Regions from separate parts of the Sorghum bicolor genome. Here region 2 is linked to region 1. The links are chromatin contacts, called in public HiCAR-type maps. All regions are on one chromosome and are shown on one strand. Each heading gives the region's core, a stretch centred on a gene start, on an enhancer-like site or on the middle of the called end of the contact. The rest is flanking DNA. Distances are from core to core; before and after follow the strand shown. Region 1 holds the start of LOC8061492 (probable kinetochore protein NUF2). Region 2 holds the start of LOC8065710 (TORTIFOLIA1-like protein 3).

Region 1 (3,944 bases), core at 1,205-3,704:
CTCTTCTTCCAAGAGCTGCACCTCAGATTCAATGTTGCTCACCTTATCTGCCAACTCTTTCGAAATGCCTTCTGAGTCCACAGTTTTACTCTTGTCTCTGACATGTTCACCTAAAAAGGGGACATCTCAGACAGTGTAAGGGAATGAAGTGCACAAATTGATCCATACGGTAATTGCAAAATATCAAAAATAAGGAAACAAGCAGTCTCACTCAACATATCATAGCCCCAATACATTTGACTACTGGAGAGGACAAAGCATGTTTAGACTATGAAAGACGCTTCAGAAACAAGATGACAAATGGACACAGACAAAAAAGAAGTTTTACAAAATTTAACAACACATTGGAATGATTTAGTAGTTTGCTGGAAAGGAAGATAGACACCGCTGGCCTGCGTGCTGTAGCAGCCCTCTCTGGCTTGTAGTAAGTCAAACTGGGTTTTAGTGGGGTATATTCTCCTGTGTCTGTCTGGACCTTGGTTTTCTTTCTGGGGTGGCGAAGATGCTGGCGGTTTTGGTTGCTCCACTGGCTGAGCCCTTTGTGCTCGGTCTGGTGAGCAATATGAGGTTTTTTGGGTCTTAAGCTTGTCTGATGGCATGAAACTTTGTTATTTCGTTACTATTCATAATGAAATTCAGTTCATCCGTATTGGAAAAAAATAGATTCATAGGTAACAAAGCCAACACCAAACTGGGTTATCTTGAAATTCCTCTCTGTTACTAAATAATAAATAATCACATGTTTTGCTTACGGTATTAAATGAGCAATTATTAGCTGTCACCTGGCAATGCACAAAAACTCTAAATCATAATGTACAGAGTCAGCTTCAACATAATTTAATATTGCAAACTTATGGTTAAAAATTGAAGCAGAGTGCAGTGTGCAATTCTTAGAGTTTCAATCATCCATAATTTATATCCTATAAAAGGAAAGAAAAGCTACGAAGAAGCAATAACCAAGAAATGACTAGAAAAACACATATTCAATGGAATCCCTTGCACGATTCAAGAACAGAAAGCAGTATGTTGCATTCTGATTTTCACTACTGACCTTCTGTAGATGGCAGCTCACAGTGATTGGGCTCTGCTAATTCTAGAGAGGCCATCTGTTGAAATTGCCTGTAGAAGAAGAATATTATTTCTCTAGATAATGAATAAGATAGTACTACTTTTCGATAATTAACATGATACTGACAAAATTCAAGCTTACAAAAACAAGTTTTAGCCAGCAAGGAAATGCCAAATTCATGGAAATTGAAAACAGTAAAAGTAGGATGTAATAAGAATCTTAAAGTGCCCTCTTAGTGCAATGTCATGACTCATGCGAGCACCCATGATACATGTTTCATATGAAAGTGTCACCACTGTGCTCCCTTGTACCTCACATTCTCAAGTTGAGAATACCGAAACAATACATCATATCCCTACTATACAGAGGTAATTACTGCCAACACCGCAAAGAAGTCACAACAGACAAACAAAACAGTTCATACCTTATCTTTGCATTCATCTCATACATGTTGCTAATGAACTCCTCTCTGCAACAGTGAGGGAAAGTATGACCATGATCAGCAGCGAGCAACAAAATGATAGTACAGAACAACACATATGGGGATTTTGCAGAGCAACAAGGCATTAGATAGAGTACATACTACTCACCTCTCATTGTCTCCCTTGCTCTTTTAGAGCAAATTCGTGAAGCACCAGCAGCACATCCATTCCGATCCAAACCATACACCAGGATGAACATACGTTAATTAATACTAAAGCAACAAAGAGCCCAAATTCGCTGCGAAATGCGGAGCTCTAACTTTGAGCGCGTCCAGATGAGTGCCGGCCTTCGAGATCTCCTCCTGGAGATGCGAGATCGTCGCCTAAACGCACCAGATTAACTCGGATCACGGATCACGAAAATTGGGCATAGAAAGCGTGATAATTCGTCAATTTCAAGGCGAGACGAGGAGAAACCTCTAGCGCAAGGATGGAGTCGGCGGCGATCGCGGCTTGCACCTGGCTCCCGCGGAGGTCCTGCTCCGCAGCCTCCCGCGCGCGCTTCGCGGCGTCGAGCTCCGCCGCGGCCGCGTCTGACGCGGCGCGCGCATCGGCGAGGCGCCGCCTGAGGTCGGACACCCTGCGCTCTGCGCGCACGCCAAGCGAGAGACGGAGCGCGTCCGATCAGGTGCGGACGCGCGTGAATAACCTAGTGGCGTGCGTGCGCGCTCGGCGCGGGAGGGGTTGGGTGCTTACCGCCGTGGGACTTCTCGTAGGCGAAGTCGCGGATGATGGAGAGGAGCTGCTTCGGGGTGTCGCCGCCCGACGCCGACGCAGGTGCAGCCATTGGCTCCGGGAAAGCGGTCCGTGCCGTGGAAGGCCCTTCTGGAAGCTTCTGGAGAGGGTCAGGTCGGGACTCGGGTGGGGTTGGGGTTTTGTTTCCCGCCTTTGGATTTGGGGGAGGGATGGTCGAAGAAGAGGGGAACGGAATGGGCTTTAGTGCTCTTGGACTGGAGGCCTAAATAAGGCCTCGTTTAGTTCCCTATGCGAAAAATGTTTAGTCAGTATATCAGTTTCATTTATATTTAATAATTATTATCTGATTATGAACTAACTAGAATTAAACGATTTCTTTTGCAAGCTACAAGCAAATATATAATTATTTTTTATCTATATCTAATGTTCCATGCATGTGATTCAAGATTCGATGATGGGGAATCTTGAAAAGTTTTTAGTTTTTAGATGAAATGGAAAAAGTTCACCTCTCTTCCCTCCACTTTCACGAAAGACCGTTTTTCTCTGAACTCCAACATCGAGCAAATCATCTTCCTTAACTTTTAAAATTATACATTTTACCTCTCTGACCCAGTTATAAACGTTTTAAAGGTGGTTTTGTCTTTTTTTTCTTTTAGTTATTCTGGCTGAATATTTAAAAAATCAGAGTAAATCACAATAAAATCATAAAATGGAAAGCCTAATTTTGTTGAACTCCACATGAGTAGATCTACACAGTGAACATATAATATGATATGTTTTAGTATAAAGTTTTTGCTGTAGATTTTAATCTATTATTTTCTATAATTAATTAGAATAATTCATAATTGTAGTTTATATGGTCCAATTATGGTAAAATTTTTACGGTGGCATAATTATTATGTGTTGAATTATAGTAAAAATTTAGTATTCACTGGATAGTTTATAACTTAGTTATAGATTTATTTAGGGTTTATGTTTAGATTTATTTAGATTTAACAAGCATAAACCCTAAATAATTCTATAACTAAGTTATACATGAACTAACAAAATTGGATTTATTTATTTTATGATTTTATATGATTTATTATGATTTTTTAAAAATTGAGCAAAAAAGATAAAAAAAACAAAGCCGCTTATAAACCGGGCCAGGGAGGTAAACACATTGTTTCAAAAATTAAGGGAGGTCATTGCTCGATTTTAGAGTTTAAAGAAGAAAAGCAGACTTCCACAAAAGTTAATACTTCCACCACTCGACGACATTAGGGGGGAGCATTTTAGATGGGACTTGAGTCGTCGACACGTGTGGACCCTAAGGACGAATGAGAGCATTTGGCGTGGGCTGTAAAAGTACTTCCTCTGTCCCTAAAAGCTTCAATTTATAGAAACCGTATCAATCAAACTTTTAAGGTTAACCAACTTTATAGAAAAAACATCAATATTTATGACAAAAAATGAGTATCTTATAAAAATATATTCTATGATAAATTTAATGTTACTAATTTGGTACTATAAATTTTAGTGTTTTTTCTAGAAATTTGGTTAAAATTTAAAAATTTTGACTTAAGACACCTCTAAAAATTGAATTTTTCGGGACTGAGGGAGAGTATAAGATAGGGAGACCCCTTCGGCCTGATGCATTGCGACTTACGAGTTTGAGAGAGGAGAATTTTTAGCTTCGGACCAAGCAGGGAGAACAA
Region 2 (4,093 bases), core at 1,330-3,829, 39 kb after region 1:
TTATCATGTAATTATCTACTATCTTCCTCTTAAATATTGTTATAGTGTTATTCATCTATTTGTTGTTATCATGTTATTATCCAGCGTAGTAGCTCGACTAATTAGGTTTCTTGTTGTGGAACATATGCTTCCGTGAGTTTAAATCCTTATTCAATACAGGCGTTTATATTTTTCTAAATTTATTTTTAAATTAATGGCACTGCTCTTTTTAAGGTAGACGACATGCCATCGACAATAAGACGTTTGTGTTGACTATCAAATCTCGAAATATATCGACTCAGGGTAGGGATGTTTGAAATACAGAAATGTAGCAGTAATTGCTCAGGAATTTTACATAGAAAAAAATTCCACATTTGAAACATGCCCTAGATGTGTACTCCCTCCATACCCATAAACAAAGTTGTTTTGGACAAGGTTTGGGTCAAACATTGGGAATATAAATCATGAATAACTTTTAGGTTGTTGAGTTTAGAAATGTGAAAATCATATGAATATATTTGTCTTGAAAAATACTTTTATAAAAATATACATATATCAGTTCATAAATATTTTTATAAAAACAAGGAGTCAAGTTAGGCTTTGGAGACCGTGTCGTTGTCCTAGGCGACTTTCTGTAACATCCTGGGCTAGTGCTTAATAGGATTAATAGGATACCCATACCAACAAGTTGCAGCTTTTTTTTTCCTGAAGCTCATCTTCAAAGAACTCTAAAGTTAAGCGTGCTGGGCTGAGAGAAATTTAGAGATGTGTGACCGACCAGGAGGACAAAGTATGCAGAAAAGATCAGTGTTGGTATGTGTTGGCTATGTCCTAGAAAAATCAGCCAGATATAAGCACGAGTGAGGATAAAGTGCGGAGAAAAGGCTGGTGTTGTGTATATGCATGTGGGTGGATGTGGGTATATGTATATGTATATAAGCTTCTATGTCTATACTTTATTTCGCGAACAAGGCTGTAGAGCCCGTATTGCTTCTATGTCTATACTATAAGTCTATAATTGGCAAAAGTTTTTACTATGTACCAGCATTGTTTCTTTGGATTTTTAAGTGGCAGACGAAAGCTTATCATGACTTCGTCAATTTTAAGACCGATCGGCTCAATTTCAGTATTCCAAAGGTGTGTTCATATGGTGTACGAGTACCATGATTAGCAAAATCCAATATTAGTAGCGGCAAGTAGGTTTTTTTTCCCCAACTCTGTTAGCTAGGAATCCTCAAACTGAGCGGCATACACCATGTGTTGAGACTTAGAAGTTGTGGCATACAAAGGCACTAGGAAAATCATAATGAAAAGTATTTTTTGTCTAATGACCTTTTCGTACCATCAAAGTTTCCTCTCATTGCTGCCATCATACAAACTTTTTCCATTAGCTCGGTGTGCTGCTATCGCCTAATTTCTAGCTTAATCATGATAAGCTGACACCTCTCTTTTTTTTAAAAAAAGTTTTTATTTGCCATTACTTCCTCCATAAAACATAACATGGACCTGAATTTACTTGAGGGGGTAAACAGAAGGCACAGCAACTGGTGACCTACCAAAACCAATTCCGGGGGAAACCAAACCACCAACCAAGGAAATTACGATGCTACCTGCTAATTTTTCACCGCTCATCACACCAAACACCAACCAAAATGTGTACTACTATACTGCTCCAACTGGAACCATGAAATTCCACTAATAACACGTCTCCAGAAATGGACCAATTGTCCCTACAGTGTTTGATAACAAAAAAAATGCATCGCCATCTCGGAGATGGCATCGAAATACTACGGCTAAGGCCTTGTTTAGTTCCAAAATTTTTTGCAAAATAGGAATAGTAGCACTTTCGTTTGTATTTGACAAATATTGTCTAATCATGAACTAACTAGTCTCAAAATATTCGTCTCGTCAATTTCGTCCAAACTGTGCAATTAGTTTTTATTTTCGTCTATATTTAATACTCTATACATGCGTCTAAAGATTTGATGTGACGGGGAATCTGAAAAATTTTGCAAAATTTTTTGGAACTAAACAACACCTTAAGGCCTTGTTTAGTTCCGAAAAATTTTGGGAAATGGACACTGTAGCATTTTGTTTGTATTTGACAAATATTGTCCAATCGTGGACTAACTAGACTCAAAAGATTCGTCTCGTCAATTTCGACCAAACTGTGCAATTAGTTTTTATTTTCGTCTATATTTAATACTCCATGCATGCGTCTAAAGATTTGATGTGACGGAGAATGTGAAAAATTTTGCAAAATTTTCTGGGAAGTAGCCTTGTTTACTTCCAAAAAATTTTGCAAAATAGGAATAGTAGCACTTTCGTTTGTATTTGACAAATATTGTCCAATTATAGACTACTAGGCTCAAAAGATTCGTCTCGTCAATTTCGACCAAACTGTGCAATTAGTTTTTATTTTTATCTATATTTAATACTCCATGCATACGTCTAAAGGTTCGATGTGACGGGGAATTTGAAAAATTTTGTAAAATTTTTGGGAACTAAACAAGGCCTAAACAAGCCTAAAAAAGACCATTATTCAATGCACAGCGCAACGCAACGCAGTCCACTCCCAAGATCTCATCTCATCTCCCTCTCCCACCCGGCAGGGCACCCGCCAGCCATCCCCTTCCTCCAGCTATTAGTACCCGCCACGCCATCGTCCCCGCTTCGCCGCCCCCGCCCCGCCTGCCTCTCCGGACTCCCACTCTCCATCCAAAGCCACCTTTCTTTCTTTCTACACCCGAAAACCCAACTACCTGCACCGAGCCCAGCCACGACGGCTCGGCGCACTCCACCGTCGACGCCTCCTCCTCCTCCTCCTCCGGAGCAGTGAAGCTACTACACTAGGCAGGCACGCCATGGGCCCCGCGCCGAGGGAGCCCATGAAGCAGCGAGTGAACCGCTGCCTGCTACGTCTCTCGGACCGTGACACGGAGGCGATGGCCGCTGCCGAGCTGGACGCGATCGCGCGGGAGCTCGACGCCGACGAGCTGCCCGTCTTCGTGGCGGCCGTCTCCGACGCGCGGCCCACCGACCGGACGCCGCTGCGCAGGCACTCGCTGCGCCTGCTGGCGCTCGTGGCGGGCGAGCACCCGCGTGGCGCCGTGGCGCCGCTCGTCCCGCGGCTCCTGGCCGCCGCGCTGCGCCGCGTCAGGGACCCGGACTCCTCCGTGCGCGCCGCGCTCGTCGACGCGGCGCGCGCCGCTGCGGGCGCCGCGGCGTCGCCGCCGGCCGCGCTGGCGCCGCTCGCCGACGCGCTGCTCCACGAGCAGGACCAGTGCGCGCAGCTCGCCGCCGCGCTGGCCGCCGCGGCGGCCGTCGAGGCCTCCGAGCCCACCGACGACCTCGCCGCCTACCTCCGCGCGCTCCTCCCGCGCCTCTACAAGCTCCTCCGCAGCGCCGCGTTCAAGGCCAAGCCCGCGCTCATCTCCCTCATCGGCACCGCCTCGGCTGCCTCCGGTGGGGGAGCCGCCTCCGCCGCCGTGCCTTGCCTCCGCGACGCGCTCGCTGGCGATGATTGGGCCGCCAGGAAGGCTGCCGCCGAGGCGCTCGCTTTGTTGGCCCTCGAGCACGGAGACGACCTCGCTTCGCACAAATCTTCCTGCATTACCGTCTTCGAAGCCAAGAGATTCGATAAGGTCGGGCGCATCACCAAACTTCGGATCTTGACCTCGTAGATCTGCTGCGGCTTCTTGACATTTCTGACACCTTCTTGGTTGGCACAATGCAGGTGAAAATAGTGCGCGAGTCCATGAACCGGATGATCGAAGCATGGAAGGAGATCCCAGATTTGGATGAGGACGTCTCCTCCTTCGACGCCCCACCATCGTCCCAGTCTAAATCTTCTCTCACAGGTGATGTGGCTATCCATGAGGGTCGGTCTATTCACTATTTTTTTTCTTTTGTCATTTGGGTGAATTTAAGGTCTGTGCTTGGTTTGGGGTTTTGACTGCATACCGTAAGTACACTTAAAAAATAACCTACTTGGTAAAAGACAGAAATAGTCCTTGCTTGGCACTAGTAAAACACACTGAAGAATAAATAGTTCTTTGCTAAGAAAAAAAATAGTATTTCGCAGTTTTCATAACCTTTTCTTTTAGATACGCAC

Evidence for each region. HiCAR-type assays count read pairs that join an accessible place to other places.
Region 2: a contact with region 1 is called in a HiCAR-type map of leaf, with 8 times the contacts expected there. The contact joins the promoter of LOC8065710 here to the promoter of LOC8061492 in region 1. A contact is called at or near these places in 1 of 4 Hi-C or Micro-C datasets (leaf mesophyll) and 1 of 1 datasets of contacts at active chromatin or transcription factors (leaf).

The regions. Positions count from the first base shown.
Region 1 is chr10:9,237,700-9,241,643 of Sorghum_bicolor_NCBIv3, forward strand. LOC8061492 (probable kinetochore protein NUF2) reads right to left here and starts at 2,455. Exons shown (of 9, transcript XM_021449400.1): 1 at 2,248-2,455; 2 at 1,969-2,138; 3 at 1,812-1,874; 4 at 1,660-1,679; 5 at 1,494-1,538; 6 at 1,052-1,119; 7 at 1-110. The coding sequence starts at 2,338.
Region 2 is chr10:9,276,958-9,281,050 of Sorghum_bicolor_NCBIv3, forward strand. It overlaps LOC8065710 (TORTIFOLIA1-like protein 3), which reads left to right and starts at 2,580. Exons shown (of 5, transcript XM_002436741.2): 1 at 2,580-3,623; 2 at 3,716-3,839. The coding sequence starts at 2,844.